Linked DNA regions of Mus musculus: region 1 is linked to region 2. The links are chromatin contacts, called in public Hi-C maps. All regions are on one chromosome and are shown on one strand. The core of a region is the stretch at or near the end of the contact, and the rest is flanking DNA. Distances in the headings are between cores, read along the strand shown. Region 1 overlaps Col6a5 (collagen, type VI, alpha 5). Region 2 overlaps Atp2c1 (ATPase, Ca++-sequestering).

The links. Hi-C and Micro-C count contacts between places; a contact is called where the count stands out from the background.
Region 1: a contact with region 2 is called in a Hi-C map of uterus, with 3 times the contacts expected there. The contact joins two enhancer-like sites. A contact is called at or near these places in 8 of 484 Hi-C or Micro-C datasets (the 3T3-L1 cell line, the C10 cell line, CD8 T cells and 5 more), 4 of 115 datasets of contacts at active chromatin or transcription factors (embryonic stem cells, forebrain and large pre-B cells) and 1 of 9 other capture datasets (embryonic stem cells).

What each region holds. Positions count from the first base shown.
Region 1 is chr9:105,870,397-105,873,141 of GRCm38.p6, forward strand. The region is part of intron 37 of Col6a5 (collagen, type VI, alpha 5); the gene reads right to left. Among named protein-coding and RNA genes, the nearest start is that of Col6a6, 44 kb to the left of the region's middle. Within about 2 kb of position 1,450, at least 8 of the 459 cell types and tissues checked have an H3K27ac peak or open chromatin away from gene starts, as enhancers often do. A contact at or near this core is called in uterus, where this site is marked.
Region 2 is chr9:105,487,768-105,490,496 of GRCm38.p6, forward strand. The region is part of intron 1 of Atp2c1 (ATPase, Ca++-sequestering); the gene reads right to left. Among named protein-coding and RNA genes, the nearest start is that of Gm40564, 6.9 kb to the right of the region's middle. Within about 2 kb of position 1,269, at least 15 of the 459 cell types and tissues checked have an H3K27ac peak or open chromatin away from gene starts, as enhancers often do. A contact at or near this core is called in uterus, where this site is marked.

The DNA of each region.
Region 1 (2,745 bases), core at 200-2,699, 380 kb after region 2:
GGGATTTTCTTTTCTTTTTATCTCTTTTGGGGTTTATTGTTATTGTTGTCTTGCTTTTACATTGTTTGTTTGCTTTTCAAGACAGTGTTTCTTGGTGTAGCGCTGGCTATCCTAGAACTTGATCTGTAGACCAGGCTGGCCTCAAACTCAGAGATCTGTCAGAGATCTCCCAAGTGCTGGGATTAAAAGGGATGTGCCATTACTTCACATCTTAGTCATGGGTTTGTTATTTTTTATAAGCTATGAGGCTAATATATGTATTGAGTTCTATTCATGTGAATAATTTCTGACGTCCTTCTTTTTAAAAAATGTGTGTGTGTGTTCCTGTGTGCATGTCTATGTACCACATGCATGCCTGGTGCTCAAAGAGGCCAGAAGAAGGTATAAGATCCCTTGTAACAGGATGATTATGAATCAACATGTGATTCTGAGAACAAACCCCAAGTCCTCTGACAAGTCGGCCAGCGAGCTCTTAACCACTGAGCCAGCCCTTAGAGGTCCATGTCGCTGGTATTGTTCAAGTTCAACATTTTCCCAACATTCGAAAGCACTGGCGATGCTTTCTGTTTCTGCTTTCTGATACTAAACCAAGTATTCCATCCACTTCAGGCCTTGGGGTCAGATCTCCACATATCTTCTCTCATCAAAATATCCTTTTAGCATGAGACTGGGGTTGCCACTGCTCCCAATTCACACCTAAGCAGACCTAAGCTTGGAGACGTTCGGTGATTTAGCCAAGAAACGAAAGCCTAGAAGTAGAGACAGAATCTATACCAAATCTGTCCCAATGGCTGACTCCTTCAGAAGGAGGAGTCGTCAAACATCAGGGTAGGGAAGAAATAGTGAAGTACACACTAACCAGGGCGAGAAAGGCTCAGGGACCTGATGAGAAGAAAGTCGTCTTCAGTCTATTGGCATTCTCTCTGACAGAGGCCATGAGGGAATATTTTCTTCTAAAAGTATGTCATGACATAAATAAAATCGGCCTTCCTTTTCCTCCAGTAGGCATTGCAGAGCGGTGGTTATGGACAGGTCTTAGGAGCTGGAGTCTTATTTCTGCCTGTTTTTAATTCAGTGACCCCGGCTCTTCTCCATCACTCCATTCCTCTCTACAAAGTGCCATGCTAATACACAACAATTCCATGAGGTTTTTGAGGAAAAAAATGGAATAGTTTGCAAAGCTCACAACAAATTAAAGTGTTCACAAATTTAATCTTTATAAGTAAACAAGAAGAAAACTCCTAGGGCTACGAAAGTCCTCCCTGCAATGGTAAATTCTTCAGAACTTCGATAAGAAAAGAAAATGCAGCCTGTTGGCCTAACTTACAGACGCACTCACACGAGCCCCAGAAGTGACGAGCCCACTGTGTTCTCGCAGGCATATCTGCAGAGGACTTGGCAGCACTTTATGCGCCTCTCCATCTCACACCCGCAGCCCGGGCCTCTCCTCCCCTCTGTCTGGTGAGGTCACTGGCCAGGGTCCCAGGGCTGGGCCGGGAAAGCAGGGGAGGCAGGCACAGCTTGTGCACACCACTGTATGCCATTAACATGTCATGCGGAAACAGAAACCCTTACACGCCCCGTGTTTTTCTGGGAGAACCTCTTCTCGTTTAAGTAGACAAAACTTGAAAACAGGTTTCATTCTTTTCCCTGAGGATAGGCCCAATGGTCTTCTTGGCCTTGATTTTTCTAGGTGGTTCTCAGATCGTCAGAACATCACTTCCGAACCATTCTGTGCTCAGAAACAAGAGTCGGCAGAAAAGGCCTGCCTCCTGGGGAGAAGCCCTGCCTCCTTCGAGAATCTCTGCACCCAAAACACCTGCAGACACGTGCCCTCCGGTTTTAAATGAAGTCACTCTGTGCTTTATGTTTCTAGGTGGGTTTATTATAAGCAAGCTTTAAAAATTAAATTGGAAAAAATTTTAAACACCAGAACTATATCGCCAAAATTATTTGAAAATAACTCTCCAAAATAATGATGCAATTTATGTTGTTTTCAGATTTGGTAAATGAATGTACTTCACCATTTATAAGTGACCACGGAGCCACCACCAACCACAGTCAGGTCGACGGTGCAGGTGACCAGAGGTTGATGCAATGCAGAACATGAGCTGACTGACATTCCAGGGATGGCTCGGAAGCCAACTCTGCCATCCAATGCACATTTACGTTAAAGTGCATGTATGTGCAAGTTGAATATGGAGCAGCAAAAGTCAGAATCAAATGACATGTTTAAGAAGAGGTCCATAGCTAAATATATCCATTTGTTGGAGGGGCATTATGAGAGTGTTTAGAAAAATCAGGATGGAGTTTATAGCAATTTGGACAATGTTAGACATGATACCGTGTGAAAAAATAGAACATGCAGTTGAATAAAGCCAGGGAGACAAAGGACGCATTCAACACTTAAAAAAAAGGTGTTTGATAAATGCTTTTGAAGGTTTATGTTCAAATTTTTATTATCACTTTATGGTTCCTTTGAGTTTTGTTTTTGTTTTTGTTTTTTTTTAATTAAGATCCTGGAGTAATGATGGGGCAGCAATGGGCAGATGGAGATGCTGCAGGCCTCCACTCACACCAGATGCCAGAATCCCTCTTCAGCTATTGCAAAAAACAAGTCTCCAGATACCGCAGTTACATTCTCAGACCCCACATGGTATAAGGAAAACTAGCTCTGGCCAAGTTGTCCTCTAACACTCTACATAGACAATGGTTATTGCAACACACACACACAGACACACACAC
Region 2 (2,729 bases), core at 19-2,518:
TGGGGCACCTGGACACACCTGAGCCTGCCTAACCTGACAAACCCAAGTGCAGTGACCACCTCTTTATGAAGGAGGAAAGCATGGCTCAGATGCAATTGTCTTGCCTTTGCTTAGAACCGTGTTTCTCAATAGGTACCATCACTGGGGGGCTAAATAACACCTTATGGGAAGGAGGTGAGAGAGGGGCTAACATGTGTACAGGACAATGTTTATCAGCATCACTGGTGTCTACCAACTCGATGCCACAAGCCTACTGCAGCAGTGACAACCAATAACGTCTCTAGGCACAGTCAAATGATCTCTGGGATGTGCAATCACCCCCAGATGAGAGAAGCCGAGTGAGAGCTAACATTTCATTCAGTCAGTAACACATATGTGCCAGACCCTGCTCAGACTGAGTAAGAGACACTGGACAGTCTCTACCGACAAGAATTTACTTTCAGCCTTCTTACAAATCTTCTAACAGAACTGGTGTTTGATTTAAAACCTCTCTCCATACACAGTCCTGTAAGACTCATTTAAAAACAGAAAACAAAAACAAACAAACCAACCAATCAGCAATGGTTACATCTTTTTCTGGGGTAGAAAGGACACTAGAGTTCCCACAGGATCATAGGCTCTAGAGTCACAAGCCAGATATCAACTCTGGATAACAGCAGCCCTCACAAGCATTAAGAAAAAAACATAGAAGAGATTACTTACCGTGCCTTTACAAAGTGCACCACGTGCTATTTCTGGCATTCAAGACATGAAAGGCTTTTGCCTCCTCTGGGAGAAATGTAGCAATGACATTTCACAGAATAAGGAAATTCGGACTCTCAAAGGCCTGGGCCAAATATGTCTACGCCCACCAACATAAAAACTCAGATGAAAAACAAATACTCTACTAAAGACACCCAGCAACAGCCAAGCAGTGCCTACTAGAAACACTGTGGGGGAGGACTAGACGGGCACAACAAAGCATGTATGAATGAAATGACAACAGCAAAGGCTGAGTCTGGGGGCTCCAAGGGAAAGGTCACAGGATGAGAGGAGATCCAGAACCCGTTTTAAGTTATTACCTTTGCCTAACACATTAGTGCAAGGTGCCCTAGGAAAGCCTGATCCTTCCTGATTGCATGCTGCGGGGATCTGACCCAGGGTCTTGCCCGGGGCCAAAGGCAATGAGCTGCTGAAGACGGCACCGACAGTGTTCAGAACCGTCCCATGTCCCACTTCAACTGTCCTGTTTTTCTGTGAAGGGCTGAGCAGGCAGGCCTTCGGCTAACATCTGCTGCAGTCCAATCCTCTGCGAGTAAATAAAAGTAATGTTTTACAAGGATGCTGCCAAGCCTTTCTAAGAGCGTCCTGTTAGATTACTGCATGAATCCTGGGAGCAGAGACAACACGACTTTAGGTCAGCACATTTACAAAATGACTACATGTCAAAACCAAAGGCTTCACTTAAGCAATTATAATTAACAGGTATATTACAGAAGCCCAACTCCTAAACGCTCTAATGCCTGTAGCAGACAAAGAAAGCAAGCAGAAACAAATTAAGGGCCAGTTACAGCCACTCTGAAAAGATGTTCCTGACCCGTTCAATCACTGTCCAAATCTCTAACCTTTTCACATTTCAAACTTTTTCTAAATGCATCACAAGTTTGGTCCAAGGGAGCCTAATTCAACATAACCTGAAAAATCTACTTATCTACTAAGCTAACAATAACTCTTGCAACAAAGACAACGGACAGTAACAAATGCATATAAGTTAATAAGTGAATATAAACTCTGGCCATTAAAAGTCATAAAGACTGTACCAACTTAGCCTGCAATGTTAGAAAGCCTTTTTCTTGTGTGAAACTATGGCACTGGCCTGGGAGCGCACTAACCAGCTTTACTTTTTACCACGTGACCTCAGAAAAAGCACAAAGAGCTTTGCCGTAACAGAAGCCTTTAAATAAATACGAAGACACTATCTTTAGCAAGGTAAACTCTGAGTTAACGGTAAGCTATCTATCACCACCACCCCAGACAAGGTTTCTCTGTGTAGCCTTGGCTATTTGGCTGTCTTGGGACTTCTTCTGTAGACTAGACTGGCCTGGACCTCATAGAGATCCGACCACCTCTGCCTCCCAAGTACTGGAATTGAAGGTGTGAACCACCAACGCGCTGGACAAGAAGCTATCTTTTCATCTGCAACAAAGGGGCAATTTCAATTCACCCCAACTTATTCTACTACCAAGACATGGTACTCTTGCCATCTTTAAAACAAAAGTCAACTTGCAAAACACATATTGGTTAAGTAAAATCTCCAAAGCTTTGGGCCTCATGAGTATGTTCCCCAGACAACTATTTTGTTTCATAATGTTTCAATTAACAAAACTAGATTCTGTTGCCGTTAATTGCTAAGACTATTAAGACAATCCAGGGCTCAGGAAATGTTTTAGTTCATGAAATACCTGTTTCATAAGCAGAAGAACCCGAGGTCAGATCCCAGCAAGCACATAAAATCTTGGTACAGTGACAGACATGTCTGTAACCCCAGCTGGGGATAGACAAATAGAGACAGGTGGGTCTCTGCAGTTCACTGGCCAACGTGCCTGGCTAAATCTGTGTCTCCAGGTTCAGTGAGAGACCCTGCCTCAAAAACTAAGGCTATCTAGGCTGACAGCAGAAAGTAACCTCTGCCCTCTTCACTCGTGTACATCCATATGCACACATGTACATACAGGTGCATAAACACACAC